3 separate regions of the Zea mays genome follow, and all the other regions are linked to region 3. The links are chromatin contacts, called in public Hi-C maps. All regions are on one chromosome and are shown on one strand. The core of a region is the stretch at or near the end of the contact, and the rest is flanking DNA. Distances in the headings are between cores, read along the strand shown.

Region 1 (3,173 bases), core at 632-3,131, 230 kb after region 3:
CCGGTGCACCAGGGCACTTCAGCTCGAACTCGCTACCTTCGGGAAAATCAGAGGGCGCTCCGCTATAATTCACCGGACTGTCCGGTGAGTCACCGGATAGTGTCTGGTGCACACCGGACTGTCCGGTGTGCCAGCGGAGCAACGGCTACTTCGCGCGCAACGGTTGTCTGCAACTGCATTCAATGCGCTACAGTGCGCATTAGAGTCAGAGCATGCGCAGTTGGCGCACCGGACAGTCTACAGGATCTGTCCGGTGCACCACCGGACAGCCCAGAGGCCCCACCAGTCAGAGCTCCAACGGTCGAACCTCAATGGTCTGCTGACGTGGCTGGCGCACCGGACAGTGTCCGGTGGCGCACCAGACTGTCCGGTGCGCCATGCGACAGCACATTTCCAACGACCAACTTTTGGTGGTTGGGGCTATAAATACCCCAACCACCCCACATTCATTGGCATCCAAGTTTCTACACTTCTACACCTTACAAGAGCTACAACATTCAATACAAGACACACCAAAGAGATCAAATCCTCTCCCAACTCCACACAAAGCTTTAGTGATTAGAGAGAGTGATTTGTTGTGTTCATTTGAGCTCTTGCGCTTGGATTGCTTCTTTTCTTTCTCATTCTTCTTGCGATCAACTCAATTGTAACCGAGGCAAGAGACACCAATTGTGTGGTGGTCCTTGCGGGAACTTAGTGTTCCGTTTGATTGAGAAGAGAAGCTCACTCGGTCCGTGGGACCGTTTGAGAGAGGGAAAGGGTTGAAAGAGACCCGGTCTTTGTGACCACCTCAACGGGGAGTAGGTTTGCAAGAACCGAACCTCGGTAAAACAAATTATCGTGTCTCGCTCTTTATTCGCTCACGATTTGTTTTGCGCCCTCTCTCTCGAACTCGTTTATATTTCTAATGCTAACCCGACTTGTAGTTGTGCTTAAGTTTATAAATTTCAGATTCGTCCTATTCACCCCCCTCTAGGCGACTTTCAGCCACCTTCGCATGCCTTGTTGACAATAGACTGCAAAAGGTCAGCAGCAAGAACAAAAAGAAGCGGGGACAGAGGGTCGCCTTGTCTGACTCCGCGTCGACAGTGAAATCTTTTCCTAGGGACTCCATTCAAAAGAACTTCAGAAGATCCAGAGCCAAGAATCATAGAGATCCAGTGGATCCATTTATTACTGAACCCCTTGTGCCTCAGGATCTCCAAGAGAGCAGCATGCTCCATTTTATTAAATGTCTTCTCAAAATCAAGCTTTAAAATGACCATTTCTTTTCTGGATTTGTGACAAAGGGAAATATATTCAAAAACCCAAGCTAAGCAATCCTGGATCGATCTATCCTTGATAAAACCATATTGATTTTGATGGACGAGCTTTGTGATCACCAGCTGCAAGCGATTGACTAAGATTTTTGTTAGAACTTTGACACTCGTGTTAAGGAGGGAGATGAGTCTATAGACACCAACTACTAGTAATTTTTATTGTCCACCATCAAGCCATTCCACATTGGTTGGTGTGGAATAATTCCTTTCGCTATGCAGTTTTTTATAGATAATATGACACGTGATGCTACTGTCAAATTTTTTATTATTTCTGCATGTTTGTTTTGATATAGATTTGATTTTAAATTGTCATGATGTCTCTTTTACTTTTGTTTATATGCACTAAATAAAGAGGATTTCGGCGACCAAAAGTGGTCCCATAAAAGGAACTAACAACAGCATAAAGCTTTGGAATTAGGAAAGGGAACTTGTAGAAGGCCACAACAATACAATATTCTTAATCTATCAAGTACCGACAGCTCTGAAGAGAGCAAACAATACCGACAGCTCTGAAGAGAGCAAACAACCGTATATAAAATTCTAGAGACCAAATCAGCACCCATAATCCTCTTTCGTTGCTCGCCAGCCTGCATCCTGAGACACTCCCAAATTCCCAATGTTCCACCGCGCCAGCTCGCGACTTTGATCCCGTTCCAGCCTCCGTTCCGTTCGGGTCCTGCTGGTCCATTACCCTTGTAACTAAAACCCCAAATCTGTCTCAAGTCCGAGCAATTTCAAAGCGTGAAGCTCTGCTCACGTCGTCGCCTCCGCGTCCGCCACCCACTCAACAACGCGGCGGCGAATCGCGGGCGGTTCGCCGCCGACCGCCGCCGCCTTTCCCTCGCCAGCCCCCCGCTCCTGAAGCAATGGTACTGGACCACGCCATCAGGGGCTCGGCGGCCCGCAGGGCTGAGACCCAAACCCTAGCGCCAGTGCTGCTCATGGGCCCGCCGCCTCCACCGCCGATCCCACCGACGACGGGGATGTACCTCCCGGGGCCCCCACCCCCCGGGACGCTCCTGCCGCACCCGATGCACATGGCGCTCCCGCGTGAGGTCATCATTTACATGGACGAGTGTCGGAGCCGCTCCCTCCTCAAGGTGAGCTCCGGAGCTTAAAGCTCGCACACACGGTTGTCCCTTATGGTGTAATTTCGTCTGACTCCGTGGTTGATTTTTGGAACTGACGTTTCACGTGGTCTAGTTCATTTCCGACGCGGGGATTGTGCCTTCGCTAGAGGACGAGCGGAGGAGGGAGCGGGTAGTACGCGAGCTCGGCAAGGTAATGGGGGTTAGGGTTTCGTATTTAAAAGGTTTCTGCTTGCGGTGCCGGTCCAAATTGATGATCTGATCTGGTGGCGACTTTGTTGCAGATAGTAATGGATTGGGCAAAGAGGGTGGCCTACGAGCAGGGCAACTGGCACTGGATCGCTTCAGCCACGGTGTTGACCTTCGGTTCCTATGCCCTGGGGGTAAGGAGGATGCCAAATTTGTCCACAATTTCTTAGAAACCTTTATGGTGATGTAACACCCAGTTTAGTTGTTCATGAAATTGATTTAGAATGGTCTGTAGTGTCTGTGTTGCTTTTACTTCATTTTCTATATGTTGTGTTCTCTTTAAACAAATTAATTGTTGCCGAAATTTATATCACCTCGTCTTTAATTGCCTGGATATTTTTCTGGCGAGGCATTACGTTTATCAGCTAGCCATGCAGTACTGTTATTTGTTACATTATTCATTCTAGTGCAAGTATGTGTTGTGTTGCAGTTGCATATGTAACATGGTCTGTTTAGTAAACAGTGTCTCTTGTTTTGACGAATCTGCCAATTATGATGACTTCGATAGTGTTTCAAC
Region 2 (3,055 bases), core at 142-2,641, 260 kb after region 3:
AAGCATTACTCTTTCGTGGACACCATCAGACTTATACTAAATATTAGTTTTAGACTTCTAATTGCAAAAGAAAAAAATAATATAAAAACACATGTTTCAATCCCATGAGTCACACGCCGGTGAAATATGACATCCACATCTACGTGACACTATCCGAGTGCCAGCTCAAAGACACTACGTTGCATCCACACCCGAATCAACAAGCGTGGTTGTCGTCTTTCTCCATGTGAGTACCGTAAACACTAAACACTATAGAGGAGAAGCCGGAGTCTAGTTCGCTACTGGCTAATATTCATGGGTCATGTCCAATATTCTTGGATGACCGTGGTGATAAATAACAGCTGTAGGGATAAATATCCTATAATAATGCAATAACCTTTACTGGTAGGAAGCTGCAGTGAGTTAATATGTATAGTACGCAAAAAGCCATCGGGTCTTAGCTGTATGTTTGATGTCAGCTAACTTACTCCGTTCTAATTAACTGACCCCCTCCATTCGAAAATAAAAAGGTATTTCAATTTGTTAAAAGTCAAAGCATCTTGAATTTGACTAAAATTATAAAAACATAAAGATCTATAAATAAAACAAGTTACTAAAAATGTAGCTAATAAATAATATAATAATACTTATTGTTTTGTTAAATTTGATATGTTTTGACGGTCTAAAAATCTAGATATCTTACAATCTAGGACAAAGAGATTAGAACCAAGCTAGATATTCTCTCACGTGCTTTGCTAAAAGGTCTGACCAAGAAGAACGTTAGACTTAACCAACGAGAATAATGTTTGCATCTAAAAAAATAGACACCTGAAATATAGAAAAAAAGTACTTAACCAATAAAGCAAAACGAATATGGCTCTGGTGTACATTGAGTACTCCATGTTTTGCGAGACTAAGGGCCTGTTTGGTTTGATGACTAATTTGCCACACTTTGCCTAACTTTTTTGCCTAAAGTTAGTTATTCAATTCGAATGACTAACCTTAGGCAAAGTGTGGCAGGTTTAGCCACGAACCAAACAGCCCCTAAAATTTTTCGCAACAGCTTCCTTCGATTTTGAATTGTGAGTCTGTGACACACGCGCGCCTACCTTCTGAGTCTGACCATCTTTTTTAAACCGAAACCGCCGTAGCTGTTCGCCGCATTGCGAAGCCGCAGCCAAAACAGCACAGCACAGCAGTGCGGAAGACCCGGCCCCAGCGCTGGCGGAGACCACCCCCAGGCACAGCTTCGATAATTTTTGTCTGATTCCGGCGTTCCGCTTCCGCAGACGGCAGACATGAAGACCGGAGAAGAAGCGCGCCCGAAGCGCCTGACCTCCTGCCCCATCATTTTCATCCCACGCCTATAAGTATCCGGTCCTCCGTCCTCCCCTCCACCTCCTTTCCCCCGCCTCTCCGCCGCTTCTTCCGCGCGCGCCGCGCCGCGCCGCCCTCTTCCCCCGGCTCCTCGTGTTTGTTTCTCTTCTCTTCTTATCCGCCGAAGCCCGAAGGAGAAAAACACCCACCAGAAACCCAGGACGAGGAAGAGTCTGCGGCCGATCGTGGATGTCGCCACCGACGAACGGCGCCATCTCGCTCGCCTACGCGCCGTCCATGATGCTGGGGGCGGGCGCCCTGACGAACCCGCCGCTCCTCCCCTTCGACGGCTTCACGGATGAGGACTTCCTCGCCTCCGCCGACGCCGCTCTCCTTGGCGAGGCTGGTACCGACCAGACCCTCCTCCTGCTGCCCTCGTGCCCCGGGGCGAACTGCTGCGGCGGCAGTAGCTCCGACCAGGGTCTCGGAGCCCTAGCGTGTGAGGTCACAACCGCCGGATCCTTCTCGCTCTTGGGCCAGCCTGCGCCTGGGCAGGTTTCGTGGGAGGTGACGACTGCCGTCGCTGCGGACCGCAACACCTTCTCGCGCGCACGCGACCCTGCGCCCTCACCACCACCGTCCCCGGCGCTGCCGCTCGTGCAAACCACCTCCCAGTCCCAGAGGACCTCCATCTACCGCGGGGTGACCAGGTACCAGCATGCGTGCGCATGAGCGCATCGGTAGCAGGTGGACTAGCTAGTAGATGTTCTTAGTTAGAGTAAGCGTGGTTAGGAAGTGTAATTAACGGCTGTCACGTGATTAACACTGCTCCACACGTGTGGGTCAGGCACAGGTGGACGGGGCGGTACGAGGCGCACCTGTGGGACAACACGTGCCGTAAGGAAGGCCAGAAGCGCAAGGGGCGCCAAGGTAATTAACCCCGCCGTCAACCAATCCTGATTCCTGTATCTAATAATCCTCTCTGAATAGTATTTAATATTTATTATAAAGCAGCTTAAGGGCCTTTTTGTTTACCCCCAGATTATATAATCTAGATTAAATAATCCTAAGAGGCAAACAAACAGTCTAGCTTATTTGCCCAGATTATATAATCTAACCCCTCGGATTATGATAATCCATAAGCAAGTGAGGAGATACTTATTTCAGATTATTTTTTTCCACTTTCTCACTACCTTTTCAAGTTTCCTAGTAATTACCCACCATTGCCATTATAATCTACCGAATCGTTTTTGCGTCTATCGGATCGGAGAAGCCCGCCGCCCAACAGAAACACGCCAAATAATCTGAGTAAACAAACATGACTACTCAGATTATATAATCCAAATTATATAATCCAGATTATATAATCCTACAAAAATAATCCAGATTATATAATTCATTGGGGTAAACAAATATACCCTAAGAAGCGGGTTCAGTGAAATGTGTGCCGGGCCGGGACGGGACGGGCGGGATCTCTCTTGTTGCATCTTTTCTGTACGGGGACAAAGAGGGTCTTGATGGGGGGATCCCGTTTTTGATGGGACGCCGCCGTCTCAGGAAAGGACGTAGCGACCAGCATCCCTTGCAACCGCAAAGCTATGATGACCACAGGAGACCATACCACTCGCGCACAGTCCCCGGATTCTCTGCGGAACCGGGGCCTTCCCTTTTGAGGCTTTTGACCGTGCAGTGCAGGCGTCAGGCACGTAGACCGGTAGACGGTAGAGGGTAGACATGCCTCTTTTGCTTCTCTTGTTCG
Region 3 (3,066 bases), core at 80-2,579:
TGTTTGTCATAATAAGGAAAAAAGACACTTTTTCGTACAAAACGTCGAAGTTCAGGTATTCTCCTCGAACATGAACAAATTGTCTCTTCCGAGTCCTCCTAGATATACAACTTGAACATGGAAGAGAATTTTGGAAATATCAGGTCGAAAGAAACTCTTGAGAGTAGAGATTATTATTACACGACCTCAACTGCACAATATCATTGCCAGATCGAGATGAAACGAAATTCCTAATCAACTGAATTCAGGTGACGGGAAGGGAAACATCCGCACTGAGTAGATGTGCAATTACCGCACCATCGCAAATGCAAGGATGAGACGCCCGCCCACAACACAAAAATCTTTGCAAATTACAAGTATGAAGTTCGATCAGCATGTTCATTTGCTGTGGACTGCCCCGAATATGCATAGCCCCAGTCGGTGTTTTACAGGGTAAACACCACACTGGTGATGTCCGGGAATTTCTCCTTGATGGCCGCCTTGATACCGCTGCCGATGGATTCCGGCCCGTCGTACCTCACCAGGCAGTCCTCGCCATCGACGGCCAACACATCCACGCTCCCGCCGTAGTTCGCGATCGCTGGCCGCAGTATGTCCAGGTGCCGGTTCACCGCCTGCAGCAGCACAAAAGGATCCGCTTGCCAATCAGTGATAGTATTGCTTAGACTACCACCAGTGTACTGCGACGGTGCTATGTCTACGGTGGTGGAGTCCGTTCACTGACCTCGGCCGTTGTCTCCGCCGCCGGCTGGTCCCCGTCGAACACCTGACGGATTTCCTTGAAAGCGTCGCCGAACTTCTCCTTGAGCACACGCTCGATGCCCATATTCATCGTCGTCGTCGAGCTGGGGCAGCTGCCGCAAGCTCCTACAAGTTGCAAACCATGGAAATGGACTAGTGCAAGATTTCGCTCCTACCGATCGAAATCCAAAAGGCTTATTTACCTTCGAGCTTGAGGGAGATGACACCGTCCTCGACGGCAACGACGGTGACGTTGCCCCCGTCAGAGATGAGGTACGGCCGGACGTCGTCCAGGACGCGGTCGACGTTTTCCGGGGTCAGCTCGTACGTCGCCGCCGAGTAGAGGCCGCCTCCCGGCGCCGGCGGTGTGGACGCGGAGGCCGCGACCAGGCATGCCCGCGAACCGGAGGTCCAGATCTTGGAGGGTCCGGATTGGAGGCACCGATGGCGTGGGAGGGGACTCGATTTGGTGATTCGGATGCGGATTCGCGGTGGAGGGAACAAGCCGACGGCGGCGGCGGCAAGGGACGCTTCCATGGGTTGTGTGGTTTGCGTATGAGCGTGCGCGTTTGTGCTTTTGCTGCCGTCAAGGTGTGTTCTTGTTTTTCTCGTGAAATATACATTGTTTGCTCCACATAAATCACCAAGTTCGCCTGATCTTGATCTTATTCGCTTGTGGCAACTGCTCCTTTCGAAACAAGTCTTGAATCTCTTAATGTATTGAAACACATTATTTATATTTGCCATTTTAGATTGCATTTATCGCATTCTTGCTTGTATTTTTTATTTACTTGTGGAAAAGCCTTCTCGCTGAGGTTAATTGTATTGTGTGTGGTTGCTGGTTGATAACCAATAAAGCAATAGTGTAACAATTGTGAGGGTTTGAAACAGACTTGATTCGAAGTCTAGATCGTGAACCTCAAATTCTCCACCCATCGAAATTATTGTATCTCTTGGAATATTAGATTGTGTCTATTTCAAGTGGTATCATATCGTGAGCTAGTGTTAAGTATACTTTTGTTATTTCTTTTAGATTGGATCTATTTTTTTAGAGTCCGCAAAAGGCCAAAAAAACACCGACATATATCTCCTATCTCCTGTCATATAACCCCTTTATGTCTTGTAATTTCATTTTTAATTCGCTTTGTTAAGTTTGTGCCTATGGTCGTATCTTATTGTTGGTCTAGGTTGTGTCCTTTTTCATTATGTTTTTTGTTAGATTAGTTTTTGTCCAATTCAATGCTTTTCAATAACAAGGTTTGTAGAAAACATCATTATCAAAATGTAATCTGCATTGAAAATAAATATATTTGTGATCTAGAATTTTCTAGATACACTATTTGAAGGCCAATATCTCTATCTTCATCAAAAAGGGCTTTCCCTATATCCAAACTAAATAGAAAATGTAGAACTATAATTTTATTGCTATGAGTTTTTACATTTAAGAACGTTAAGAGTTGCAAAATCCTCTGTATGAGTGCAAAATATATAATTGACAGACGGAAATTTTGTTATAGTATTTTGTTGCAACATGTTTTAATGACATTTTTTGGAGAAAAAACATAGAATAAAGGTTACTGCATAACCGCACAATACAACAAATAAAGCAAAGGAAATCAGTGAAAAAACAACCGGCCGTGGAGTAGATAACAGAACCGCACAATAAAGTAAATAATAAAATACATCAATGATTTTTTTTAGGTATTAGAAAACGCCGCAGCCACGATAAAAGTTTTTGCTTTCGTACACAATAGATAAACGCAATACAATTTCTTTATTCCTAAGCCAGCTATATCACCTTATCCTTGGCGTATCTCACAGAAACTATACATAAAAAACAGAGAGAGAGAGAGGGGGGGGGGGGGGGGGGGGGGGGGGGGGGGGGCTCTGTTTTCTTTTCTTCATTAACAACTTCCTCCTGCAACAGGACGTAGGCTTAGCCCCAGGTAAGCTAATAAACCAAATTCAGTGGATTTTCATTCCAAAGGGTAACCAATTAACCACATAGAAACACAAAACATAAACGTCTGATGCATACAAAAACAGACTGTCACACAATTAATCTGAATCACAACTAATTGAGATGCTAAAGAATTTCTCGAGGTTGTGTACATAATGATCATGCTGATGAGACAATAGATATTAGGGTGTGTAGGAGACATCATGCTAACGCATTTGCCTAAGACAAATGGGACAGCTATCTGTGATAACCAAAGCTCGTATACGGGCTCTGGATAGACCTGCGGTGGAATTACAGAGCACCAGGTTTGTGGAAGTATCAACCTCAGCCTCTATTTGCAGCTCTTTCCCTCTCTCGCTTGTTAT

The links. Hi-C and Micro-C count contacts between places; a contact is called where the count stands out from the background.
Region 1: a contact with region 3 is called in a Hi-C map of leaf, with 7 times the contacts expected there. The contact joins the promoter of LOC100285931 here to the promoter of LOC100286236 in region 3. A contact is called at or near these places in 5 of 25 Hi-C or Micro-C datasets (bundle sheath, ear, endosperm and 2 more).
Region 2: a Hi-C map of tassel shows a contact between it and region 3, with 4 times the contacts expected there. The contact joins the promoter of LOC100384463 here to the promoter of LOC100286236 in region 3. A contact is called at or near these places in 3 of 25 Hi-C or Micro-C datasets (bundle sheath, ear and tassel).

Annotation. Positions count from the first base shown.
Region 1 is chr1:50,954,806-50,957,978 of Zm-B73-REFERENCE-NAM-5.0, reverse strand. It overlaps LOC100285931 (Nuclear poly(A) polymerase 3), which reads left to right and starts at 1,881. Exons shown (of 10, transcript NM_001158820.2): 1 at 1,881-2,419; 2 at 2,523-2,600; 3 at 2,692-2,790. The coding sequence starts at 2,186.
Region 2 is chr1:50,927,681-50,930,735 of Zm-B73-REFERENCE-NAM-5.0, reverse strand. LOC100384463 reads left to right here and starts at 1,391. Exons shown (of 8, transcript NM_001176995.1): 1 at 1,391-2,006; 2 at 2,144-2,226. The coding sequence starts at 1,546.
Region 3 is chr1:51,183,269-51,186,334 of Zm-B73-REFERENCE-NAM-5.0, reverse strand. LOC100286236 reads right to left here and starts at 1,329. Exons shown (of 3, transcript NM_001159124.2): 1 at 945-1,329; 2 at 725-867; 3 at 176-614. The coding sequence starts at 1,278. The coding sequence ends at 426. It overlaps LOC100191798, which reads right to left. Exons shown (of 7, transcript NM_001137223.1): 7 at 2,719-3,066. The coding sequence ends at 3,026.